3 separate regions of the Hordeum vulgare genome follow, and regions 1 and 3 are each linked to region 2. The links are chromatin contacts, called in public Hi-C maps. All regions are on one chromosome and are shown on one strand. The core of a region is the stretch at or near the end of the contact, and the rest is flanking DNA. Distances in the headings are between cores, read along the strand shown. Region 1 has its middle 110 kb from the start of LOC123450565. Region 2 holds the start of LOC123448743 (guanine nucleotide exchange factor SPIKE 1). Region 3 holds the start of LOC123446515 (NAC domain-containing protein 1-like).

Region 1 (3,380 bases), core at 42-2,541, 580 kb after region 2:
TGTCAGATTCAACATGACAGACGTGCTCACATACCTCATATTCACTTTATATATGAGGTAAATATGAGGAGTGTTAATTAGTCCGAACGTTCGAATTGGATCTAAAGCACCTATATATATTGACATTTTTTAAACGGCCAGCGACCGATCCATTCCTCCGAATATTTGAGTAGGGTTTGAGACGAAGGTTGTAGATGTGTCGATGAACTTTTTCAGGACTCTATACATGACAAGAGTGAGTGCACAAAATTGGCTGCAACCCAGCGAGGAACCATTCTGGAGGTGTTTGGTTCATCAAAGGTAACGCGAACGTAAATGGAATGAGGTCACACCGGTACTGTAAATGAAATGGAGAAAAATGGAACTTTGTTTGCCTGCGAACTGTAACCGTAATCATTCCCATCAGCTATATTGTCGTCTTCGACGCCGTCGACCCAGGAACCATCCTTTTCCTTAGCCCCGGCATCCCCACCATCGAGCGCTGCCTCCACCGATGATGGTTACGAGAACGCATGCTCGAGCAGCTTGGAGACCTGCTGGTGAAGCACGTAGTCATAGTTGGAGACCTCTAATGGCGCGACTGCCTGCGCCGCCGCCCCGCTGCTCCTCTCATGACGTCTCCGCGAGCCTGCACATCAAGCAGAGTTGATCGAGGTACGGTGTGAGACCAGCGCCGCCGCGAGCCTCGATGTACAACATTGGGGGCGGAATCGCGGAGGGGACCGAGCCACTGAGAGCGGATGGATCGATCTCGATGAAACCGTAGCTAGACGAGGACGAAGCTGCAATGGGGAATGGTATCTGTTTTCGGTGAGGGGTCGGCGGAAATCAACGGAGACTTGCATTGTAATCTGTTTACGTGGTAGTACTTGTTTACGGGCGGGCCAAACAAACATGATTAACAGTATCAGTTTGCGGCGTAATCGGATAACGGGGAAAATTTGTGGAACCAAATACATCCAGAGTGGAAAGCAACATAAACAGCTCGCGGTGACACCGTTAATGGAACAAGTCAATGCAGCGTGAGCGCGTCGTCTGATCATCAAATTGACAAGCTACGACGTGCGTACGTCCCACTCCCATGGCTTGCCAGTACCTCGTTGCACCTGTACCATACGACGTCTTCTACTAGCTATTGTACTACTACACGCCAACGCTGTCATGTGCGGTTCACGCGAGATATTATCAGTGCCGAGGCGCCAATAAGTTCCGCGTCATCTGTGACGAACAGGCCAAGCGTGGGACTAACCAGAACCGTGTCGCTTTCCCGGACACGACACGAGCACTGAGCACATACCCAGAGAGACGATCGACCAGCCGCTTCGATGTGACCATAAGCTGGCGGCTCAGCCAGCAGGCAGGTCATCGGCTGCCTCCGTGGCGCCGTCTTCGATCTTCAGTTCTTCACCCCGCCTCGCCAGCTTGCACGTACTCACCGGATGCTTCCACGCAACGAACTGGTACGTAAGAGCAACTTCAACAGGTTCGTCCGCACGTGTCCTTTTGGATAGTCGTTCGCGCCGATTCATTTTAAACTTAAATTTAAGATTAAAATGCGTCGACGCGAACGCGGCGTGTGCCCTTTCGATGTCTGTCCCGCCCCCACGTAGCGGTTGATCAATTACCGTCCGTGTTTTGTAAAGAGATGATGACCATTTATCCCGGGCTCACGCGTCAACGACCACGGGCGTCTTTCTTTAATCCGAGCGTGTGTGGAGGAGGGGGAGGGGGCTCATTCTCTCCCACAAAGCCGCCCCATCTAGCTACCCCGTTGTTTCCCCGTTGACGACAAACCCTAGCCATCACCACGGGTTTCTTCTCCGACGCAGGCTCGAGCCCTCTCTTGGTGTGTGCTCCTCTCGCCGTCGTCTTCCCGCCCGCCTCGGCAGCGGATAAGCGTCCCAATGCACCAGGCGAGGTGGCACTGGGAGCACCGTATCCCTCTCCCCTACCCCGACGTGATGTTGCCACATGAGTGGCACTTGGATCCGGAGAGGATCTCAGTGCCGACAAATACCGCAGTCGATGCGGGCGCATGCGGTGGAGGTTCGGCGTCGACGATAACAGCTGACGCCTGAGCAGTGGTTCAACCCCGCGTACGTTCCAGACTCTCCTGATTGAAAAGTCTGGTTTGCCTCGGAGCACTTGAAGCAGCACCGGCGTGGCGTCCGCAACGTGGGGGCTGGCACCCCGCCGCCTCTTTGTCGTGCACGACGAGAACCAGGAGGTGGAGGCCGCCTACCAAGAGGCGCTAACGACCGTCCTCCGTGAAAGCGAGGAGGAAGAGCAACGCAAGGAGGAGGAGGAGGAGGAGGAGGCGGCTTACCAGGCGCGGTTGGCGGAGGCAATGGTGCTCTACGCCGTCGACGACTGCGTCGTGCCGTCGCTGGCCCCGCCGTCCCCCACCAAGGGCAAGCCAGGGCCGACCCCGTGAAGATCGAGCAGTACATCTCGAACGGGATGGTGCGCGAGTGGGTGAGCACACCATCCGTTTGATTGGGGGCGACGCTGAAACAGGAGCAGGCCTACGTGGAGTATTGGTGGCAATAGTGGTTGGCGAAGGAGAGCCTCGAGGGCCAGCGACTCGAGCAGCTCGAGCGCGACGCTGAAGCCGAGAAGGGAATGCGTCGTGCTGAAGCCCAGCCAACGGTGGTGCATCCACCGACGAACGACGTCGCCACCGCCTCGGAGACGGCCTTCCCCTGGGCTGGGCTGGCCAGACGTAGACGCTCGTCGACCTTACTGGCCTCGAGGACGCCTAGGGCAACACGCCTCTTTGATTTCAGTTTAAGTAAGTTTTTTTATTTAATGCAATGTGGACTCGTGGGACTATCATTGATCTTTAAGGCCAACATTAATGTTCAATCACCCTTTTCTATTTTCAAATATTTATGATGTATTTTTTCATACCGTCTTAAAAATGAACCATGTTAGCATTGAACACAAACATTGATCCATTTTAAAAAACGGACATGAATATTCACGGGCTGACCTAAATGAACAAAACTCGCATCCGTTTGAGTCACGTGGCTGAAGTTACTCTAAAGTGCAAACGTGTTTCTCAGTCTTTTTCTGACTACGTACATGGCACATGCAGGGACGTGGTAGAAGCATGGCCCGTGCATGATCGGACGCACTGCCGTTATAGAGTTCGGGTCCCGCCGTTGCAAATGAACGTGATTTTTCTCTACTTTTTGTTTGTTTGGGTTAGTATTTTGTGAGGTGTCCCGTCTTATTTGTTAGTGTGTTCAACACGCTGACTCATTTTATTTGTATGGTCCGTTCGATCATATTTTTATATATTTTTTACATACATATCAACTTTGATCAGAGTTTTAACCAGATCCGAATAAAAATTACATAATTTCATAAAAAAATCT
Region 2 (3,460 bases), core at 551-3,050:
CTAAGGCATTAGGGTTAATCGCAGAGAATTTAGTTTAGCATGGTGTCTGCTGCCACAGGGGCAAGAAAGAAAAACGCATGGTAAGAATCCACCTAAAACAGAAAACTAGTGAATATGCACTTACTTTTTTTGAAGACGAAGCAGATGGTTCAGTTTCAGATATTTGCCTCCCTGAAGTGCTTGGCATATCATCCTCAGTAGCTTCCTCAGGCTTGGAATGCCTAGCGTTGCAAAGTTGCAATTCTATGACAAAGCAAATATATAAAATATTAAGTAAACCATGTATAAAAAGCTAATCCAGTCACAAGGATGTTGGATTACCTGTTTCTATGTCGGTATCAGGTCCCTCGAAAATTTGATTCTGAAAGGACGGTGGCGCGACACTCTCATAGCGTCCATATTTGCAGTCATCTTTCACAAAATCAGCGTTATAACACTGTACTAGCTCATTTAGATGTGGCCACTGTTCCAAATTCTCATTAAGCTGAAAAAACAAAAAGAAGCTTCGCTTTTTCATCCTTAATACTCAAAAATTGCAGCACAAAATAGTTACTTTTTCGTGGTTGAAACCCAAAGGAGCAAACTGAATTATCAGTCACTAAAGATGTGCAATACTGATACTAAGGACATAGCTCCATCATGGAATGCCAGAAGTGAGAAAGATGGAAAACGTATAGCCATAGACCATGGTAGTAGTCTAGTACTCGAGTTCCGTTCTTGGTGGTCTATAGTAATACAGTGAACAATTAGACTCACTGGCCACATATGGGCACATCCAAAATGGACCACTCAATGAGCTGGGCTCATTCCCAAAATAGCAGCAAACCCAAAACCAGCATAGCTTTTGGGAGGCTAACCATAAGAAAAGGTTAGCTATTTGTGAAAAACCCATACGCAAGCGCCCTGGCAATAAGGAGATTAGAAAACTATATCCTGCAATGCAGGTTTGACATGAGCAGCACTTAGCAAGCAGCAGTTCACCACTAATACCAACAGCATCATCAGTTTAAACTCCTCGGCTCTCCTCTCACAGAAGCATGCGTACGATAAGAAACCTCAAAACCCTAAACAACGGGTGCGGAGAGATCTCGAGCACACACAATTCAATGACATTTCAAACACTGGGGCTCCCCAGGCGCCACATTGTATGCGCTGCCACAACAGTCGACAAAGCTGAATAAACACGGCAAGCCGCATTGGCACAAGCAAATCAAGGAAACACGCAGGAGTAGGGAGTGAGACATACGAGTGGATCCAGCTCCAGGTTCCGGCCACAAGGCTGCCTTGGAATCCGCTTGAACCGCTGTCCTTCCCCGGGCGCCGGGGAATCCATGGCCGCCACCTGAGCCGACAGATAATCCACAAGCAAACCAATTCAGCACAAATCTGTGCAGCGCTGGGCTGCACTAGCCAAACAAACATCACCATCAACGACACCCCGGTAAAAACCCGAGAAAACGCCGCACCGGAGAGAGGAAGCTGAGCTCAGGATCTCGGCACCTGCGGCCCAGATCCGGGCGACGGGAGGCGTGGGCGACGAGAGGCGCGGCGCGAAGGAATGAACCCCCTTCCCAGTCCCACCCACTGCACCAACCCGAGGCACCGAGCAGCAGCTAGTAGAAGGCAAAAGAAGGGGCGGTGAAGGCGAGGCTACCGCCACTCATTGCGCATTGCTTGCGCTCGCCATCTCCTGCTCCGCTCTGCTCGGCTCTGCTCCCCTCTCCCCCACCCGAGGGTTTGGTTTGGTGAAGTGGAGAGGAAGCGAAGCAGGTGGAGTTGGGAGGATGAGTGTTTCCTCTTAGGCTTGGTGGGGAATGGGGAAGGGGAAAAGGGGAAATAATAATAGAAAAACAAAGATTTGGTTTGGCTTCTACCTGCGCATTTCTTGGGGCTTTTAAAAATCTTTCGACGAGAAATATTTTGCCTCCGCTTGCGCCGGGGCTGCTCTGGCCGTGTCGCAAAACAGAGACGCTTCGCTGTCAAGAGTGTGAATGACACCACTAGACTGTTTGTTGTGTGTGTCTGCCTTGGTGCTTCTGTCCTAAGAACAAGTACAATAAGGTACAGTCAGCAGGCTGTAAGGATTAAAATATTTCTGTTGAGTTGGATAAGAGAGAAGGGAAGCGGGCTCTTCGTGAAGAGCCAGCTCTAGCACGTGCTCCTAGGTGCTTTGTGAGAATGAAACGTGTGCCATATATGATAAAAGTAGTACTCTTTTATAGCTAACTATTGTACAAGCTAGCTATAAGATGGACTATAAGACTGCTTATAGCCAGCAGTTGGCTATACTATTAACCATGCTCTAATGTGCCATACAAGGTTTTTGTTTTGTTTTGTTTTGCTACTGCATAAACTGAACTTGCTGTTTTATTTTTATGTATAAATAGTTTGACCAATATGGATCGTTTTTTCATGTTATAACCTTGCTGCTTTAGCGCATCTCCAACACTAACCCCTAAAACAGACATTGCATACGCGAACCGGCTAACCATGTCCACATACATTTTATACCGGATTTCAACAAGCCGAACAAATTACACACCGACCGAATGATTTTCATATAAACTGGAGGCATATTTCAAATAAACTATAGCGGAGGAGGCTATTCTAACCTAGTCCAAAAGATCGCCGGCCGCGTCCATTTCCCACTACATATCTTTCCCCATGTCTTGCAGCTGGCTCACCGAGCTGACGTGAGCCTAGGGGGTGAAGCTTGAGCGGAAGGGGGAGAACAATAATGTCATCCGCGAAACTTTGAACAAGCTCACCAGCTGTGAGACCCAGCAAGACGTTGACAGTGGTCTTCGTGGGACGACCCAAGCGACGGCGGCCTATCATGTTCTATTCTTCCTCACCATCGACGGAGGAGGTGAAAGTGGATGTGTTGGCCTCGTCGTCGTGGTGGTTGGGCACAAATGGCGGTGGTGGTGTGACTAACAAGGAGCTAGCGTCGTTCTCGGTAGCATCCTCAAATGTCCTCGTCGTTGTAACACCTTGATTTTTACCCCCTTTCTTTTTCTGATTTCTGCATTTGAATTTTCTTTGCATTTATGCCTTTTAGTTTTCCTAAATCATTGGTGATTTAACAAATTAAACCACCTAAATAATCAGTCAACACTCAAACCCTCCAAAGGTTGAAATCATTAACATAGCCCTCTCTCTAACTTGGTATTTTTCTCTTATAGAAATTGTTCTTTTGCAAAGAAATAATAATGACAAATGCCTTGAGTTGTCAAGCAACCCCTGCTACACTCTTTTGGAAATGCCCAAACAATTCTCGTAAATTGTTTGTACCCTTAGACAACCACAAATGAACCCAAGCCCCCCTCGCACTTTTTCATTTGACCTATTGGGCCCAAGTGGCCCAATTATTCTTCCAACACTTGGGCTTTTAAGGCATGTTGATATTAAATTAAATATAAAAAACTTCTAACTATTATTATAGCCTCTTTAATTTGAC
Region 3 (3,161 bases), core at 307-2,806, 840 kb after region 2:
TTTTCTATTAATAAAGCTTAGTAGGCGGGACATAGGGATTTCCGCATCCGCGGCTTGGTCCTATGTAAAACCACCGTGTCACCTTCGTCGCTGCTGAGGTTCCTTTGGGCATCACCCTGCCCTCTACCCTCTTCGTGACCTCCAGCAGATCATAAGATGTGTGGTGCATTAATCGTTGGCATAGATCCTACTGAAATAAGGAAATGTATTCAAATTTGGTTTCTTGCGATTTATGATTTATCTGCACTCGAGCTCACAATAGGGTCTTCATGAAAATTCCATACTCGGCTAAGGATACATCACATGTCTCGTGCATATATGTTTTTCATATGAATACATATATATTCACCGACACTTATATACCGTAGCTGGGCCAACATGGCCACATGGTGCGAACGTGGACCTGACTTGTCCACCTAGTCACCCTTCATGTCATCCTCCCACATGGACTGGTTTGGTCAGTTTTTGGGGAAAACGATAAAATTGGGTAAAAACCATCAAGGGATGACAACTAAGGAGTACGCTATGACAGGATTTTTAGATAGGGCAAACATGATCACATTGGAGTTATTCCTGAGTAAAGGAAGGATTTACTCAAAAATGACAAGCAATTGAACTCACGCCTAGATTAATTTCTTACTGGAGACCGGCTTTTCATTTCCTAGCACAGATTTAATCACGTGTGCACTCTAAAGTTCAAAGCTACTTCCCCCACCGTTTTGAAGGGGGAAAAAAGATGGTATTTGCCTTGCTAGAAAAGAAAAGTTCAAAATTAGCTGTTCAGCATAATGGGTCCACCGCATGAAAATCATACTAGGTAATATGCACGAGAATAGTACCAAGCATATAATTCATATACTCGTACAAGACAAAGCTAATACAGGTTGAAGCTGCATATGGTACCCCTAGAATTTATTTATTTTGCCAGACTAACCTACTACGGGGTCCAATTTCCTGTCTGTAGCATATGCCCGTCTTATAGCCACAAAAGGCCCAAACAAACAAATCTTACCGTCACAACCTGTTTCCGCGCCATCTCACTGTGTCGACCTAAATCTGGCTTTGCTACTAGACCCGCGAGTTTCTCAACATAGTGCAGACCTTCCTTTTTCTTCTGCCCCTGCTAAACTAGCTGAAGGTGCCTATATGTTAGTCTCTACTCCCTGACTCATGCAGACCCAAGCAAAAAAAAAGAATAACAGAGATTCCTACTGATTATACGATCCGGATTTATTTATTTTTGGCTGAATTATATGAATATAATCCGTGTTAGTATTACTCTGTAACAGCGGTGTGGGATTCCGTTGTGTCGGGTGGATCGGGCGAGAGATTCGGCCCAAATCCATCGTCGGCCGGCCGGCAACACGTGCGTGCGCCAGCAAGTTTCAGCGGCCGACGTCACGGCGGCCCATGCCCAATCCCGGGCGCCATCACGCCGGACGTGAGGAATAACGAATCAACGATAGCCACACACACACACACCGTTGCCGAAACCACAGAGAAGGCCTCCTCTCCTCGCCGGGCCATGGCCAAGCGTCACGCACACAACACAAGAGGACAAAAATCCGCAACCATATAAGCGGCCCCTCTCCTCTCGTCTCCAAAAGTTCGAGCCCCTCATTTCCCATAGCTACAAGCTTTTCTAGCTAATTCATCTGTCGCTAGCTTCCTCTCTAGCTACCAGATCTTCTTCCAAGACTGGTTAGCACTCCAAGCTCTAGCTAGCCAGCTAGGGTTTTCGTCCTCGAGCGTTGCGTGGCGTGGCGTGGCGATGATCATGTCCGACCCGGCCATGCTGCCGCCGGGCTTCCGGTTCCACCCGACGGACGAGGAGCTCATCCTGCACTACCTCCGCAACCGCGCCGCCCAATCGCCGTGCCCCGTCTCCATCATCGCCGACGTAGATATCTACAAGTTCGACCCCTGGGCCCTGCCATGTTAGTACCCACCTGCCCTGCCGCCTCCCCTCTGCACCAAGCATGCATATATATCATGATTCATTCATGCTGATGATGATCGACTGCTTCCCACTTGCGCTACCTTAATTCGGATCTCAGTTAATAATCGTCCGTTATTTTTGTTGGGGCCTGTTAATTGATTGCAGCCAAGGCTAGCTACGGGGACAGGGAGTGGTACTTCTTCACGCCGAGGGACCGTAAGTACCCCAACGGTGTCCGGCCGAACCGTGCTGCGGGTTCCGGCTACTGGAAGGCCACCGGCACCGACAAGCCCATCCGCTGCAGCGCCACCGGCGAGAGCGTCGGCGTCAAGAAGGCCCTCGTCTTCTATAAGGGCCGCCCGCCAAAGGGCATCAAGACCAACTGGATCATGCACGAATACCGCCTCGCCGCCGCCGACGCGCACGCCGCCAACACCTACCGCCCCATGAAGTTCCGCAACGCCTCCATGAGGGTAAGTCGTTACCACGTACGTGCGCGCTACAGCTACAGCAACCAAACATACGAACAAATTAAATCGTCAACGGAACTGAGCACCCAAAACCCTAGAGTATAGAGCTACATAGATCTTACTATATGTCAAATTAATTGGTGCCATGGCAGTCGCATGCGTGGCACCGGACGATAGCTAGGCACGCACCTGCCCGCGCACTTGCCCTGCGATTTTTCCGGGAGGGTGTATGGGTTCGTGTCGTCGGCACGTCAGTTTTACCAAAATGGAATCGGGTTGTGCAGTGCCTTATGAATGGACGCAAGAGCTGCTTTAATGTGCGTGTCTCGTTTAAAGAAATGTTCTTTAGGCATACTTGGCATGGTTGCGCCAAGTCAATAGATACGACAATGATAGGCCTGATGCATACGCGTGTTAATGACTGATTCATCTTTCGCCTGGTTGATTGCAAGCTTTATTCACTTATTATTTCTAATACTCCATGTTGGCGTATATGTATGCAGCTGGATGACTGGGTGTTGTGCCGGATCTACAAGAAGACCAGCCAAGTGTCCCCGATGGCGGTGCCGCCGCTGTCCGACCACGAGCTTGACGAGCCTTCCGGCGCTGGCGCCTACCCCATGTCTAGCGCCGGCATGACCATGCAAGGCGGCGCCGGCGGCTACACACTGCAGGCCGCGGTGCCCGGCACACAGAGGATGCCGAAGATCCCGTCCATTTCAGAGTTGCTCAACGACTACTCGCTAGCGCAG

Evidence for each region. Hi-C and Micro-C count contacts between places; a contact is called where the count stands out from the background.
Region 1: a contact with region 2 is called in a Hi-C map of leaf, with 2.9 times the contacts expected there. The contact joins the enhancer-like site here to the promoter of LOC123448743 in region 2. A contact is called at or near these places in 4 of 6 Hi-C or Micro-C datasets (leaf and seedling) and 1 of 1 datasets of contacts at active chromatin or transcription factors (embryo).
Region 3: a contact with region 2 is called in a Hi-C map of leaf, with 9 times the contacts expected there. The contact joins the promoter of LOC123446515 here to the promoter of LOC123448743 in region 2. A contact is called at or near these places in 2 of 6 Hi-C or Micro-C datasets (leaf and seedling) and 1 of 1 datasets of contacts at active chromatin or transcription factors (embryo).

The regions. Positions count from the first base shown.
Region 1 is chr4H:403,153,535-403,156,914 of MorexV3_pseudomolecules_assembly, forward strand. No RefSeq gene overlaps it. Among protein-coding and RNA genes, the nearest start is that of LOC123450565, 110 kb to the right of the region's middle. Within about 2 kb of position 1,292, at least 2 of the 3 cell types and tissues checked have open chromatin away from gene starts, as enhancers often do. A contact at or near this core is called in leaf, where this site is marked.
Region 2 is chr4H:402,571,253-402,574,712 of MorexV3_pseudomolecules_assembly, forward strand. LOC123448743 (guanine nucleotide exchange factor SPIKE 1) reads right to left here and starts at 1,801. Exons shown (of 31, transcript XM_045125736.1): 1 at 1,467-1,801; 2 at 1,247-1,342; 3 at 322-484; 4 at 125-243. The coding sequence starts at 1,333.
Region 3 is chr4H:403,408,657-403,411,817 of MorexV3_pseudomolecules_assembly, forward strand. It overlaps LOC123446515 (NAC domain-containing protein 1-like), which reads left to right and starts at 1,557. Exons shown (of 3, transcript XM_045123089.1): 1 at 1,557-1,937; 2 at 2,105-2,412; 3 at 2,913-3,161. The coding sequence starts at 1,772.